2 separate regions of the Rattus norvegicus genome follow, and region 1 is linked to region 2. A link is a contact called in public Hi-C data. All regions are on one chromosome and are shown on one strand. The core of a region is the stretch at or near the end of the contact, and the rest is flanking DNA. Distances in the headings are between cores, read along the strand shown.

Region 1 (3,711 bases), core at 147-2,646, 100 kb after region 2:
AAGACCCCCCCACTCGCCCCTGGGACTGTAAGGCCGTATAGCAACACAAGTTCGGGGGGGCTACAGTCACAGGCAGGCAAGTACCGATGTTTAACTAAGTTGACAAAGCAGTAAACTGACTTCCCAAGCTCCAGACTTCACCTGGCAAAAGCTGTTCTCAGCTTTCATCAGAAAAGTCTCTCCTTACAGGGAGAAGCAGAGAGCCGGGGCTGTCCGGGATGCAGAGTAAGCAGTGGTTATGGGCCCAGGACTAAAGAAGACATTTATACTACCCCCGCTAAGGCTCAGGGGCACTGCAGAAGAGGCGGGAAGCATGTAAGAGCTAGAAGACGGGACAGAGTTATGAAACGCCGTTCTCTAGACTCAACACAGCTATTGCAATTACTAATTCTCGGCACTTGGCTTCCAGCACTGACTCTATCTGCAGTAATTCAGGGAGGGGGCGTGGGGCGCATCCACAGAGCTTTCCCTGTCCTTTACCTTGGACTGTCCGCTGCTGACAGACTCTAGGAGAGGTGCTGTGGTACCCACTGCCGAGCCCACCGGGTTCCAGAAATCAGCTCCACCCCATGGCCACACAGAAGGCCCCGGTTAGGCTCAGTGGGTCACAAGACAAAGTGAGTATGACGAACGCAAGAAAGAGATTTGTGGAGAGCAAGGGGGAGCTCAGGGGGTAGCAGGAAGGTGAAGGATCTAAGCGGATGGTAGGGAGAATGGTTGGTACGTTTCGTGGATGTGTGTAACTGTTTGAGAGAAGATTTAATTAGAGAAAAAGAGTCCACTTTCAAAAGTATGGAGGACAATGTAATTTCAAAAACTAATTTGCGGGCTACAATTTCCTTTGCAGAAAGGCAGGAAAAGATGTTTGCAAAACCTTCCAGTCAACTTTAAGCCAAGAATTCCAAAGTAGGCCATTCTTTGCTGGAGACTGCAAGCTTGTTTCAGGAAACTTTCCTCTTTCACACTTCAAAAGCAAGTAAGCTATCGGTGTCAAAGGAAACTTCTCCAAGCAACACTCTTTCAAAAATGCCTGATGAGTCTTGTTTAATTTCTTCTGCGGCTGTCAGCTCAGCCTCTGCTTTGAGGTCCTCCTTACAGACAAGAACTGTCTCTGACTCCTTCATGCGAATTGAAGAGAGAAGTCACTGACATTGTGACTTAATGTGAAAGGGCGTTTATAAGGCAGATGCTTTTCGGTGTCAGCACTGAACATAAAGCCCTGCCTTTACTGAAGCATTTGATCAAGCGTTGATGTCAAATGGTAATATTTAATTAGGTATTTGTCTCTCTTGACATAAAAGGACTTTACAGAGAAATACATTCAACAATTCCCCATCGATAAAAAAAAGAACTTTGCCCTCAAACTGTTTTAATCATTTGACTTGTAAAATGCAAGCTGGACTTTAATCCCAGTACTTAGGAGGCAAGCAGCCCTCCCCACAGTCAAGGCCAGCCTGGCCTGCTCAAAAGATTCCAGAGCAGCCAAAGCTACAAAGGGAGACCCTGTCTCAAAACAAACAAATAAAATATAAGGCAGAGGTAATGAGATGGCTCAGCAGATAAAAATACTTGCCTCTAAGTCTAATTAGCCCGCGTTAAATGTCAAGAACCCACGGTAGAAGGAAGGTACAGACCCCAAAAGCTGTCCTCTGCCCTACACACACACACAACTATGGCACATGGATACCCACACACAATAACAATAATAATAATAATAATAATAATAATAATAATAAAATATTGATGCAGGTACCTCCACAGTCATTTTCCACTTTCCTCAGATTTATAAACCGTATAGTTAGTTGTGATAAATCTAGCACTTTATGTTAGTATAAACATTAAGGCAAGTGCTCATGAAAATAATGATCTTGCATAAGATACAGGGGGACAGTCCAATCTTCTGATGGAAGGACACAAATGTCTGAACATTGGCATACACAAATATTGTGGAATTTTATGGCGGTGTAGCAGTTATATGTAGACAGCGCTACTCTAGGTCTTGCTACCTAACTAGAACCTTATGAAGGCCAGAAAACCCCCATGGCTTTTTGTGACAACAGCTTCCTATGCGTCCCACTTGTGCCTGAGTCTGTTCCCAAAGAGTTAACAAAGGCTTCGGTGCTGCCCTTGGACTACAGGCACTCAGCAGGGTGAGGGGACTCATTGAAAAGACAGCATGACTTGTGAAGCAGTCAGGAGAAAGAAAGTTACATGGAAGAGAGCAGAGAAAAACTAGGGAAAGATCAAAGGGCATCCTGGAATAAGACAAAAGTAAAAACAAATGTTTACTCCAAAAAGGCATCACCCCCACATGCTGAAGAGAGTTCTGCTGTCATGGTCACCATCCTCAGGATATGGAGTCTCCATTACGTTGTCACTGTGTACAAAGCACTGTAGTCCCCATGGACCCTTTCTTCTCCTCACAACTCTACCAGTGAGCCATTTAACATCACAGATTTACTCATATGTACATTTCAAAGCAGTATTATCCATTATTTCCAAAGTGTAGCAACAATCCTAGAACCATCAACGAATGAAATTTTAAAATTCAGGATATGTATACAAGAGATCATCATTCAATACTTTTTTAAAAACTGTTTTGAAACACGATAAAACATGGTTAAATTCCAGAGACTCTTCTATGGGAAAGAAGATGATGGGAAAAAAAGGACCACCCACCCTATGAGGTGGTTTATGTGAACGTCGTAAGGTTGGCACATTCATACAGAAAGAAAAATCAGGAGTCGTCTAAGTCGGAGAACAAGAAGGGTGCTGGGAAGTGATTGCTAATAGGTCTGGGATTGCTCTGGAGGTGATAAAACTGTTCTATTGATTGTAGGGATGTCTGTACCACCTGTGAATATACTTTTAAACAGTCAATAATACCCTTAACTGGCAATATTATAAGGCACATGGATCATATGTCATAAAAATAGTATTTTCTCAAATCATGGGTTGAATAAAGCCATAGCCCTTTGGAGAGAAGAGCTGAAGACTGACTGTGTATGCCTAAGAGCCGGACTCTCCTTGAGTCTCTAAAGAGTGCTAAGCGTAAGACAGAGAGCATTTTCTTTTTGCTGTGAGCCAGGGGTCTGAACGCTAGTCATCACCATTAGTTAGCTGTAACTTTGAATAAAGAAATCCTGAAATATGGGAGACACAAACTCTCTTGTTACAAAGATGCCATGGATGCACTGCTGTGTGGGTGTGTTTTAGAGTTTCTATGGCTATGAAGAGACACCATGACCAAGGCAACTCTTATGAAGAAAAACATTTAATTGGGGCTGGCTTACAATTAAATGGTCCATTATTGTCTTGGTGGGAAGCATGGTGTCACTCAGGCAGACATGGGGCTGGAGAGGTAGCTGAGAGTTCTACACCAGGATTAGCAGGCAGCAGGAAGAAAGAGAGAGACACTGGGCCTGGCTTGAGCATCCGAGACACACTTCCTTCAATAGAGCCACACCTACCCCCAACAAGGCCACGTCTCCTAATGGCCACCATTCCCTACGGGCCTATAGGGGTCATTTGTATTCAAACCACCACAAGGTGCCTTCGTACACACTCCTCCCTTTGCATCGACCTCCCCTAACCCCAGCACTGAGGAGCCTAACTCCTCACGTTTTTCTCCTACCCACTTTCTCTCCTGCACATCCATCTCCCATCACACACTGTCAACCAGCTCTGCAGTCTTCCTCATGTCTGGACAAC
Region 2 (3,497 bases), core at 403-2,902:
AATTATCTCGGCGTAGAGTAGCATCCAGGTACACACAAGGCAAAATACTCAAAGGTGGGGCGCGGGGGGGGGGGGTCGGGTCTCTTCATGTGCGGAGCCCGCCTCACTATGGGTCTGGCCATCCCTCAGACGGTCTCACAGGTGCCCACGTTGGGCCACCATCATCACCTCTGCTGAAGCAGATGTCAAAGTGAGAAGGGTGGAGAGAGGTTGGAGATCCAGGCGTTTGCAAAGCTAATTATCACTAAGCAAAGAGTCAAAGCAAGCACAGGTCTCCTGCCCCACTGTCCTATGAGCCTGGGACAGCAGCAAAGCAGGCAGGTGGCACTCAATCTGAGATCAGGAACTAATTTTGCCAAGCTTTCCCTTTGAGAAGTGCTCACCGGAAAAGGCTTCAAGAAAACAGGGTTGGGAGATGCCAACGACCTCCACGGAGGGAACCTAGCCAAAAGCAACCCAACCTTCTCAGACCCAGCCCCGCTGGTGTGGAAACTGCACGTGGTGCCATGGCCAGGGCTGAGTTGCAGAGCCCCACAGCGGCAGCAACTCTCTGGGCATTGCTAGGTTACCGACGACGTGTGCACAGGAGGCACAGGGAGCGAGCGGGAATACTCGCTCCACCTGACCCTGTTCCCCCAGATCCCAAGACCGGGGGGCTTCTCCCATGAGATGATGGATGTGCACTTTACCAAGTGACCCAACGAGTAAAAGCGGAGCAATCCTAGAATTTTCCTGATGCTACTAAAGACCTTCCTCTTAGTCAACCAGAGGCGTGGGGGTGGGGGGGGGGAGGCTGGAAAAGGGGTTCAGGCTGAAGACTAACACCTCTTCCATCGCTCAGGGGCAATGAAAGAGAAAAGTTGAGCCCGAGGGCACTTGAACCCGAATCACCTCACTCTCGCCCCTTGGCTGCACAGTACTCCACACACCCAATGGCCGCCCCCACCCCAGCAAATGCAGAATTAACTCTGACATTCAGGGCCTGAAGAGGAGAACGAAGTAGCTGCCGCGCATCACCCCTTTCTATGTAGATGACACCAAGCCAAAAGCATCATCTCCAACCCCCTCAACCCACCCAACGCATCGGAGATGGGGGTTGGGGAGTGGGAAGAGTAGGATCCTGATAGGATGAGGTTTGGCAGCGGGTACCCGGGCTCTGGCTGCTCACCGTTCGCGTGGTCCTCTTGCTGCTGCCGTTGATGCTGCATTTTTTTCATCATCATCATCATCATCATCCACGAACATTTATTGAGCGCCTACTGTGTGCAGGGCACTATGCTCAGCGTTAGGGAGGGGGAGGAACGGGTATGGGAGGTTACTGATAGGTAGGAGCCGCGGTCCCTGCCCTTATTTTCGCTTCAGCAGGGGGTGGGGAAGGACAGAGACAAATAATCAAAAATAAGAATAATTTATAAAAACCGCCTGCCACCCACGCTCCTTCTTTTTTTGAAAAATGGAGCAAAATAAACTTTTTGTAAAAAATAAAATCAGATGTATATATTATCTTAGTAATATATACATGTAAATTTTTCTTTTTTTTCTTTTTTCTCTTTTTTTGCTGCAAAGGAGAATTGGCTTGGTCCCCTCCTCTAGCGGAGGGACACCGCGGTGGTGCCCGCCCGGCCGCCGGGGCCGCTCGACGCGCCCCCCATGCCGCCCGTCCGCCCGCCCGCCCCGGTGCCCGGTGCCCCGCCGCCGCCGTCGCCGCCCGCGCCGCCGCTGGCTCGGGACCGCGGGCAGCCGGAGCTCACATCCGGGGACGGAGGCGCTCGCCCGCCCGCCCGCCCGCTCCGCGCCCGCCGCGCCGCGCTGCACGCCGGCTTCGCCCTGGCGACGCTGCGCGCCCGCCGCCGCCGTCCCCCGCCCTCCCCCGCGCGCCCGGGCCTCCCACCGGCCGCGCCGCGCCCCAGCTGCCGGCCTGCGGCCCACGCGCCCCCCGGGCTCCACGGCGCGCGACTCGGACGCCGCCACCCCCGGGCTGGCGCGGCTGACCGAGGGTTAAGCGCGCTGCGGCCGCGGGCCGCCGGGTTAACCCCCTCGGTGCCGCCGCGCGGGCGCCCCTTCCCGGAGCCAGGCCCGTGGGGCCCGGTGCCTGCTGCTGGGGGCACCGACGAGCCGCTCTTTTGTACCGTGTCCCCGGGAGGAGGCTCCTGGGGTCCTCTGGGCTGGCTCTGGTGGCCTTCGCTCTCCGCACACCTGGGGGAGGCCCCGCCCCCCAGGAACCCAGGTGCCCACAGGCGATCGCTGCTGCAGCATCAAAGCTCAGGGTTCCAGGGCTCTGCCTGGACCGTGGACAGGCGTCCCCAGGCCCCCACACTGTTTCCTCCAGTTTCGGGGTACAGAGGAATGGGGGAGCCTTGCACTTTAGGCAGCACTAACTGTCCTCAGGGAACTGCCCTCAGCCCCAATCCCCTCCTCCCTCGCCTTATGCATACGTGGCGGTGGGCCCCCTCCCTCTCGCCACCACCTCCACGTGTGTTTGGAGGCAGGTACAGAGAAGTAACGGCCGAGGTCTTTCAAACCGCGAGTGCGGAGAGGTAGAAGGTGCAGCTCGAAGTGATGACTCGTTTAGGAATGAATACTTTGTTTTGTACCTTCTCGGCCTCCTGTTTGGGGGAGGGGGGAATCTACAGGCCCCAGCTCCTGTCTAGTGGGGGAAATACTGTATCTAGTGGATGACTGATATTTTTCATTTAGCTTTGTGCTGGCTGTTGGGTAAAGGCGTCTGCTTTGTTACTTTGCAGGATTCGATTTATTTGCCTTTGTTCGGATCTGCTTGTTCCTACTGAGTTTTAGAACGTTTGAGAACAGCGTCTTTAAAGCAAAAGGCTCAGCGTGAATTAAGAAAATAAATGTTTCTGGGAAGGTACTCCTTGCTCAAAGACGACACACTGAGCATCTCTGATTGTTGCAGGGGGGATCCACCTGGGAAGAATGACTCTCCAGGGGTCTTCCTGAGAGAGGGGTGTCTAGTCCATCCGGAAAGAGGAAAACAACCGTGCTTGTCTGCTTTTTTTACTCTGCTTTTTGGAGAGTGGCAAGATTGGGAAAGAGCCTATGGGTTCTGTAACAGAAGGCTAGTCTGAGCCACCTCACCGAAAAGGATGCAAGATGGTCCCTCAAAGAACTTATCCTTTGATGGGACAGATTTGCGAGGATGTACGTGTGTCTATATCAGAATTCCGGGTCTCAAGCTTAGCCTTTAGAGACTTCTAACACTGGCCCACAGTCCCATTCGGTCCAGCCAACATTGACTAGGCATCTGGTTAGAGCAGTTGTCTAGGCTAGGTGTTACCAGGTTAGATGAATGTGGCACAGCCCCTTCCTCAGGGACAAACCATCTACCACAGGGAGCAGACGCTGAGCTATACCAAGTGTAAGGAAGTTTTCCCAGTTCTCAGTTAACTGCTTAACCGAGAAGGGAGAAGAGATGGACCACAGGGCAATGAAGCTATTCTGTATGTCACCATGATGATGGGCCTAGAGCATGATTTGAT

The links. Hi-C and Micro-C count contacts between places; a contact is called where the count stands out from the background.
Region 1: a Hi-C map of liver shows a contact between it and region 2, with 2.5 times the contacts expected there. The contact joins the enhancer-like site here to the promoter of Cacna1d in region 2. A contact is called at or near these places in 5 of 12 Hi-C or Micro-C datasets (Schwann cells, frontal cortex, kidney and 1 more).

The regions. Positions count from the first base shown.
Region 1 is chr16:5,629,460-5,633,170 of GRCr8, forward strand. No RefSeq gene overlaps it. Among named protein-coding and RNA genes, the nearest start is that of Dcp1a, 32 kb to the right of the region's middle. Within about 2 kb of position 1,397, at least 1 of the 93 cell types and tissues checked has an H3K27ac peak or open chromatin away from gene starts, as enhancers often do. A contact at or near this core is called in liver, where this site is marked.
Region 2 is chr16:5,525,897-5,529,393 of GRCr8, forward strand. Cacna1d (calcium voltage-gated channel subunit alpha1 D) reads right to left here and starts at 1,653. Exons shown (of 48, transcript NM_001389225.2): 1 at 1,169-1,653. The coding sequence starts at 1,235.